Linked DNA regions of Mus musculus: region 2 is linked to region 1. Evidence: chromatin contacts called from public HiChIP or PLAC-seq data. All regions are on one chromosome and are shown on one strand. The core of a region is the stretch at or near the end of the contact, and the rest is flanking DNA. Distances in the headings are between cores, read along the strand shown.

Evidence for each region. HiChIP or PLAC-seq counts read pairs in DNA pulled down with a chosen protein or histone mark.
Region 2: a contact with region 1 is called in an H3K4me3 HiChIP or PLAC-seq map of intestinal crypt epithelium, with 5 times the contacts expected there. The contact joins the enhancer-like site here to the promoter of Gmds in region 1. A contact is called at or near these places in 4 of 39 promoter capture datasets (the 3T3-L1 cell line, 3T3-L1-derived adipocytes and liver), 1 of 15 datasets of contacts at CTCF or cohesin (CD8 T cells), 6 of 484 Hi-C or Micro-C datasets (the C2C12 cell line, CD8 T cells, the Patski cell line and 3 more), 3 of 115 datasets of contacts at active chromatin or transcription factors (the HPC-7 cell line, intestinal crypt epithelium and intestinal villus epithelium) and 3 of 9 other capture datasets (adipose tissue, liver and pancreatic islet).

What each region holds. Positions count from the first base shown.
Region 1 is chr13:32,335,852-32,339,953 of GRCm38.p6, forward strand. Gmds (GDP-mannose 4, 6-dehydratase) reads right to left here and starts at 2,693. Exons shown (of 11, transcript NM_146041.2): 1 at 2,531-2,693. The coding sequence starts at 2,632.
Region 2 is chr13:32,410,453-32,415,145 of GRCm38.p6, forward strand. No RefSeq gene overlaps it. Among named protein-coding and RNA genes, the nearest start is that of Gm40876, 53 kb to the right of the region's middle. Within about 2 kb of position 1,324, at least 11 of the 459 cell types and tissues checked have an H3K27ac peak or open chromatin away from gene starts, as enhancers often do.

The DNA.
Region 1 (4,102 bases), core at 1,443-3,942:
GCACATTAGATAGGCATATATAGACTCTATAACACAAAGAAAGCCACTCAGAATCACAAGGACAGGTAAGATACTGTGGTGGTTGGTCTGAGTTACAATGGCCCCCGTAGGCTTATATATCTGAATGCTTAGTAGTCACAGAGTGATGCTATTTGAGAAGAATTAAGACATATAACCTTCTAGAAGACAGTGTTTCACTACGATATCTCTCTCTCTCTCTCTCTCTCTCTCTCTCTCTCTTTGCCTCTGTCTCTGTCTCTGTCTCTGTCTCTGTCTCTGCCTATGGATCAAGATGTAGCTACTTCTCTAGCACCAGAACTGCCTACTGCCATGCTCCCTGCCATGATGATATTACAGTCCTCAGGTCATACCCCATCACTGAAGGAAGTCAGGGCAAGAACTAGAGACAAAAACTCAACAGAAACCATGGAGAAATGCTTAGCCTGCTTTCTTATACATCTCCAGACCACCTGTCTCAGGAGTCCCTATCAGTCCCACTATGAGTTGGGCCTACCCATATCAATTATTAATCAAGAAAAAGCCTTACAGACTTGCCTACAAGCAATCCAATGGAGGCATTTTCCTCAGCTGAGGTTTCTCTTCCCAAATAACCCTAACTTATGTCAAGTTGGCAAAAGCACAAGGGAATACTCACTCATACTGTAATTTCCCTTACAGTCTTGAGTAATACTATTCTACAGGCGCTGCCTTTTCATATGCATTGTCTTCAGCTCCTCAAAGATCTTAGTAGGGACAGGATATATATTACATAGCTTGTACCAGAGCAGCCTCAAAAGGCCTGCACACTACAGATGAACATTAAAAATGCATTCTGTTCGTAGTGAAAGTCAGTCAACATTTTTCAAGGCCCACTACCTAAAGCCGTGTGGGAGGAACTAGGATGAAAATGAGAAAATCTTTTCTTAAAGCTGTTGACAAACCTGGTCAACTCAAGCAAGCAAGGAAAAAAATACAGAGGAGTGTCAAGGAGGTGATGTGTCAGGGAAGTGATGGGTAGTAGGGCAGAGCTCAAAGGCATCTAAGTTTTCAAACCTGAAAGCACAGCAGGTGTTTGGAGTCTGAAATGAAATGAGAAACCCAAAACTCCTGGTCAGGAAGTGGTATTTTTAAGTATTGATAGTACTTCAGGAGAATCCTTGCTGGGGGTAGGAGTGGTGGGCACTTCCAAGGCTTCCTTCCCATGAAGTATCTACCAAACAACAGTTTTCAACTATTTAATGAGATTCCACTTCTAAGCTGCACTGATACAAAATGCTGGCCGCTTACATTGCTATACGCCATACTAACATGGCACACAACATCCTAACTCAATTTCTTGATAATACTAAGTGAAAGTTTACTTTAGAGAGTATGTGAATGCAGTTAACATCTGGGCTTAAGAACCAGTCTGAAAACTTGGGAAAAGAGAACCATCTGAAAGATCTCTAGCATTAGAAAAGAGAGGTGACATGGGGGGGGGTGCACAGTTCTATGGTAGAGCACCCCTGAGGAGTCCCTGACTTGACGTTTTTATCCTCAACCCTGGACCCTTTTCCTACCTCTTCTATCTTACTAGTTGGTAAACGTTTATTTATCGAAAGTACCTTAAACAAGATGCAATGATAACTGAAAGAATGATCAGTAGCTAGTAACTGAAATAGTCTAATGTCTGGGAACTGTGTATCTGCTCTTTGGTAAAACGAGAGAACTTTAAGACCACTTCCAACCCCAACAATACACTTCCTACCTGTTGGGCTTCAGGTAATTCAAACTCATTTTCCTCAATCTTAAACTGGAAATAAGGACTTTGTTGTATGGAAGCTAACTAGTCAGTATTAACCAAGTAACTCCGATATGGTAAGTATGCTGGTGTGGGCCATATTAGCTTTATTATCATCTTTACCATCTTCGCTTTAGCATTGACCACCATCAGATGTCCTGGGATACACAGAAAACAGATGCCCTACAGCAAGTAACAAGGACATTACTTCAACACCCCTGAATCTCACTCTACACAACTTGACAAGGCAGTGGTTAGCCTTATCTGTTGCCATACCTCTATGAGATGACTGTCATAAATTAGTCATGCCTAGCATAGGCCATGGGGTCCCAACATTCAAGACAGCACAGCCTAATTACCTCACCCAAGGAGTTCATGCCTTTGGAATTAGAAAAGTCGGTCTCACTTTGGGACTCCACATACTGACATATTCCTCGCCCCTTTCCTTCCCTGCACCAGGATCTACAAAGTACGAAATTCCTTCCAAGAGCTCACTTGGGCTCCAGGAAAGAAACTACAGTCACCCAGGGGACAGGTGGAGCAGAGTGGTCCGGTTGCTTAGCACCACCAGCTCACACCCCCAGAAGGATCAGAGAGCCATGCTGCTGGGGCTGAAGCTGTCCCATCCCGCAGCCGCTCACACCTTCCGGGACTCGTGGAGCGCAGTTCCCGGTGGCACAGCGGCCCTGCGCGGGGAGGCGGCCCACGTGCCCCCGGGCTACAGGCCGCTCGTCCCCGCCCCGCACTCACCTGTCCGGTGATGCCAGTGATGAGAGCCACCTTCCTGAGCTTGCCCATCTCGCCATCCCCGGAGCCCGGGTAGCTCGGGCACTTAGCGGGAGCTTGAGCCATGTCGCCTCAGGCGGGTGAGCGTGCGGCCGAGAGGAAGGCGGAGTGGAACGAGCCGCGGGCCGGCAGGGACCAGGGTGCGCGCGCCAGTCGTTTCACGGAGCTGCAGCGGCCGCCACGGTCTGACAGGGCGCGCGGGAGGCCGGGCGTGGAGCGAGGGGCGGGCCAGCTTAGTCGGGGCGGGCGGCGCGAGCCGGGCTGAGGCCTGGCTGGCGCCGCGTCACTCGCCCAAGCAGCGACGCGTCAGCAGCGCCCCCGACAGCTCCGCCCCTGCCGGGGTCTCCGCGCTGAGCCACGCCTCTCTGGGGGCGGGGCCTGAGGGCGCCGGGCCCCTGGAAGAGGAAGGATGTAAGTCTGCGGTCAGAGTAGAGGATATGGCCTGCATGGGCCTCGGTCTCCGGGAATCCTCATATCGCCCCATGATGCCAGGAGGAATGACGAGCTGACCTTCTCGGTAGGAAAGAGCTCTGAAATCCAAATCTAGGTATCCAAGGCTGGAGTCATCGACCTTATTAAATTTCTAGAAATCTGCTTCATTGTCTTTGTGAGCAGGTCAGTTTTAACATTTCTCGAAGGCACTAGAGTTTCAAGGCTACTCTAACCTGTGAATCTTCTGTGAACATTAGCAGTTTGCTAATGTTTGGACTAGTTTGGGGGTTCCCGGTAATTCCGTTCAAGGAACAGTATTTACTTCGAGGGCTGGAAGTTTCTGGCCCCGCCCCCATCCTGCATAAGGAAACAATTGACAAAAATCCACAGGTCAGTAAAACCTGTACAAATTTCATGAGGTGGGGTTGTTGCAGTGTCTTTTGAACTTGTTTCTATTTAGTGCATGCACACTGACAGATTCACTGACTGAGAAAGGCTGACAAAGGACTCAGACATAGGGACAAGGGTGTAGGGAAGAAACACACACACATACACACGTACACACATACTGTCCAGCTTATCTCTCCAATAAACATCCTCAAACCGTCTTTCCCTTTGCAAACTGAGCTACTAGGACAGGGCCCAATAGAACCTGCTAGATATGATACAAACCTGTAGTTCCAAAACCAGAGTGCCCAAACTCCTCGGAAACATTCCAAACTTTATACATAGGCTTGTCTGGTTTAATATTTTTACCTTTCCTCTAGCGCATTCTATATGGAAAATGAGACCTAGAAGTTGGGGAAATATATTCCTTAAGGCAAGAAATGTCTAAAATCTAGATGATCTTTAACTATTGATTTAGTTTTATGTAAATATGTTGTAATGTAAGGATAAATAGAAAAAAATGAATACTTAGGAGAGATATGTCCCATTTGTTCTGTAGGTCTGACACCTTCTATCATACTAATGAATACTAGGAATTTATCTGTCTAGTAAAAAATTTAACAGAAAAAAATCATAAAAATCAAATATGTATTGGATGTGCTGAGCTATGGCTTGGTGGTAAAGCACTTGCCTAATGGGATTGATGCCCAATAGTAC
Region 2 (4,693 bases), core at 74-2,573, 73 kb after region 1:
GTGTGTGTAGCCTTGTCTTTCTCAGTCTTTATGGATTTTGATGGAAACAATAAGATGTTGTTCAATTCATGATGGGATTAGATCCTAATATGTACTGTAAAATACAAGGCATATAGAATATTCTCAATTTACCAGGCATAAAGCTCATCTTTCCTCACTTGAAGTGTGGCCACAGTTAGACAAATTTACCTAGCTCAAGGCCTGTGTAATAATTTCATGTAACTCACTAAGCGCAAAACCAAGATGACTGTTTGATACAGTTTGCAGTGCAATAAAACTGCGGGGGGAGGGGTACCCTTCAGTTGAAGAAAATGAGGAGCTGTCTATCTGGGCTCCTCATAACAAGTTATTTTCTATAAGTCAGTTGCAAACCTTTCCCCTGGAGACTGCCTCTGGGTGTTATATTGTTCACAAGCTCACAATGGTTTGCCCATCCATGAGTGGAAGGATCTACTCTGCCTCCTGGGTCCCCAAAGCCTAAAATGTTTACTATCTAACCCATTAAGAAAAGTTTGTTAACTAACTGTTCAAGAGGAGGTGAATAACTGAGCAAGGCCTTTTGAGGGGATTGGTGAAGCAAAGTGAAACTCTGGTGAAGCAAAGTGAAACTCTGGCGGAGAAAAAGAACGAGTAAGCTTATCCCTGTGATAAAGTAGGATTTACATTTACATGTGTCTTTGACGGTTATGATGGGCAGTGGGTTATCCTGTGGGTGAGATTCAAAGTCGTGATGTCTGAAACTGTTCCAATTAGTTAGCAAAGAAAACAAAGCAAAGTAAAGTACAGATAAAGACCCATCAAATGAAAATACAGCTGATAGAGAAGTCTGGGGATGGGGTGGGGGCGGGGGGGTGGGGTGGGGGGGAGATCTGATTTGAATCACGGTAATGGGTATGTCGCATACAGGATTCCGGAGCCACAGGGTCTGTTTCAACCAGTCGAGGTCCAAATGGGAGTGTGCTTCACATCCACATGTTGTTCAGTGTCTCGCTTTTAGAAAGTTCCCATGCAGTTCAGAGGCCCTGTCCTGCGCAAGGTAAACAGTGGTGCTTTGCTAACTGTGGAACAGATAAAGTGTCTATCCTTTTAACTAGCGCTTGGAAACCAAACATGTCCCATCAATTCAATGCCATGCCCAGAGCCAAGAGAAATAGACGGATCATCAGGCTTTACAAAGGGAGTTCACAGTAGTCTCTGATATGATGGAACAATATCTTTGAAAGTTTCAAAACACAGATAAGATGAACTCATTTGTATTTCTTGGGAATTACTCTTTTGAAACAGTATGTTCCAGCCAGATGTAGGGTGTTCTGGTACGCAGTCAATACTGCCACCTGCTGGCTCGATCGAGGAAGGCTACTTTGTCAATGTCACAGAAATGTGACGGAACTGAGTTAACTTGGCAAGATGGCATTAGCTGACATTCTGACATTTAAACTCTCTTATTTTCTTTGCCAGTAGTGTTCGTGGAGTTATAGCCTATTTTAGATTGTTGTTTTCACAGTTGTGAATGCGTGTTTACAGCACACACCCACAAAATGATTCTGGTGTGCTTAGGTATAAATTTACTGGTTATGAATCTTTGTGGTGCTGCTGCTGCTATAATTTTTCTTCCATTTCCTTCTTCTACTCCCTAACTTCCTCCCCGTCTCGTTTAAAGAAACAGGGTTCAGTTTGGCTGGCCAGGTTGGATTTGTGTCCTTGGGATGAAGTGATCATCCAGTGGAGCTGGGACTGTAGGCATTCACCACTGTCTGGCTGTTCATTAACACACACACACACACACACACACACACACACACACACACACACACACACACTTATATATAAATACAATATGTTTTTCCACTTAGTGTTACTTGCATGTATATGATTTCAGGGCTCAGCACTTGGTGTTTATCTTAGTTAGGGTTTCATTGCTGTGAAGAGACACCATGACCACAGCAGCTCTTATAAAAGAAAACATTTAATTGGTGCTGCTTACAGTTTCAGAGGTTTAGTCCATTACCATCCGGTGGGACACATAGCATCATGCAGGCAGACATGGTGCCAGAGGAGAGTTCTATGTCTTAATCTACAGGCAGCAAAAGGAGATTGTGTTCTACACTGGGCATAGCTTGAGCATAGGAGACCTCAAGCCTACCCCACAGTGACATCCTTCCTCAAACAAAGCCGCACATACTTCAACAAGGCCATGTCTCCTAATAGTGCCACTCCCTTCCCTATGGGCCAAGCATTCAAACACATGAGTCTTTAGGGACCAAACGTATTCAAACCACCACAGTATTCAACAGCCAATTAGGAAATTCATCGTTAGGGAGGACTTTCTCCCCCACTCTCAGCACTCTGTGGCTGCCCATAAGATTTCCCATGACTATGTTAGCATGTCCACTGGTGTACTTCTTCGGATCTTGTTCAGTCAGCCATTTTGTTGAAGTACCATGGGTGAAGCTTTCATGTCATTTTAAGAAGGCACAGTCTCAAAGCATATTTTTCTGGTCCTCTGGCTTGTACAACCTTCCTTCCATCTCCCTCTTCCTTGAGGTTTTCTGATCCTCAGGTGCAGGACTTGTGCTCTGCTGTGCATTATCAGTTGAGGTTGGGCACTGCATGATCCCCGTTTGACTGGTTGTGATTTTCTGCTGCAAAGAGAGGTTTCTCTGATGAGCACTAAGAGCTACACTTATCGGTGTGTATAAGGATAAGTATTTAGAGTTATGGCATGTTAGGAATTATGCTGGCTTAGTCAAGGTCATAGTAGATTCAGCTCCAAGATGTATGACCTTACCAGCCTGAGGTAGTTGGCTAGATTCCCAGCACCAAGTGTGATTCCCCTCCTGTTGAGTGTCGAGTGTGACTAGAGAGCCATGGGTTACCACTAAGATATGATTGTCTTTCTTGCTGTCTTAGGGTTTTGCTGCTGTGAACAGAAACCATGACCAAGGCAACTCTTATAAGGGCAACATTTAATTGGGGCTAGCATATAGGTTCAGAGGTTCAGTCCATTATCATCAAGGCAGAAACATGACAGCGTCCAGGCAGGCATGGCACAGGAGGAGCTAAGAATTCTACATCTTCATCTGAAGGTTGCTAGCAGAATACTGACTTCCAGGTAGCTAGGGTGAGAGTCTTAAGCCCACACTCACAGTGACACACCTACTTCAACAAGACCACACCCACTCCAATAGGGCCACACCTTCTAATAGTGCCACTCCTGGGACTGAGCATATACAAACCATCACACTTAGACCTTTAGGGTTATTGTGCCATACTAATCCTCGCTGTGGTTTAGCTGTGTTGTGTTGGAGCTGGGTAAGACTGTTGGTTGCTTTTGTCTCTTGGCAGTTTGGATAGCTTGCATACCTTTCAGGAACTATGAAGGCTGTCTCAAAGGAAAGGCTCCTTGCTTAGGTCCTCCAGGTCCTGTATTTGAGAGGCGAGCTACCATATTTTAAAAATCTATTGTGAACTTTGTTATAAGAATGTTATAACAAACAAACAAATGATACAACACAACCACACACTTAACCAGACCCAAGACTCCACAGCTCAGTGATCTCCTGTACAATTAGAGTAACTATTTGAAACGGAAGCTGTGGAGCTTCACGCTGGACTTTCTTCTTTGAATGTATTTTTATAATTTATTCACCATCAAAATAAAAAAAGTCATGACAGAGTTAGAACTAGAAAAACAGTTATCATTATATCACCTTTTATAGCTCCTTTTCTTCGCCTGTTTTCAGTCCTTTCTTCACTTAGCTATTGTGATGGAGTTTCACTATATAGCCCAGGGTGGCCACTCCTGAGTTCATTCTGCTTCAGCCTGGTGAGTAGCGAGGAACTCAGATGTGCACTTCCTAAGCATCCCATAGTATTGTAAAACAAACCTTTAGGTGTATACACTTTAAGAGTTATACTGCTACCATTGTATAAATTTATATTGCATGCTGATACATAAAATACACAAAATGATTCAACAATACATGTGATTTCAAAATAGGGTCTTCATCAGAAGTTGAATTTGTGCTTAGATATGAGCGCTGCCTATAGCTGATAGATCTGAAGGTGGTCGAGGGTTGTGCAGCTGCTGATAGGAGAGGGAGAGGAGGCAAATTAGTAAAAGCTCAGACTCCTGAATAATGCCTCATGTTTTCAACCATTTCCTTACTGATATTGCCAAGGGGAGCAAAGACCTCAGGCATGTAAAGCCCTCTATGACAACCACTTTACCCTCTGTTGACAACCCTTTTCAGAATGACCCCATGGTGAATCCTCTTAAAGGTTTAGTTTTTGACTCATTCAGTCATTCAACCACTGACTCATTTAGTGGCTTGCTATTCTGTATCTTCTGTGCTTGTCACAAATCTTTATTATGGCAAAATATGTTAAATATGTGGAAATAGAAGAAAGAGCTGATGCATTTTTTCTCTTTTTGTTTGCTTTTTTTGATATTCTGAGATAGAGTCTTGAGATACACACACACATCAGGCTACTTGATGTATGGGTGTCTATCTTGCCTCTTTCTCCCTAGTGCTGGAATATAGCTATGCATTCAGCTTCTTGTGAATATTTTGAACCCTCTTTAGAGAGCAGACTGAAGTTTCCTCATCTTTGCTTTCTTGGGGGGGGGCACTGCCCAGGGCTTCTTTTCGTGTGGAGAAATACCATGCTTTGTTATAAACACCCCACTTTA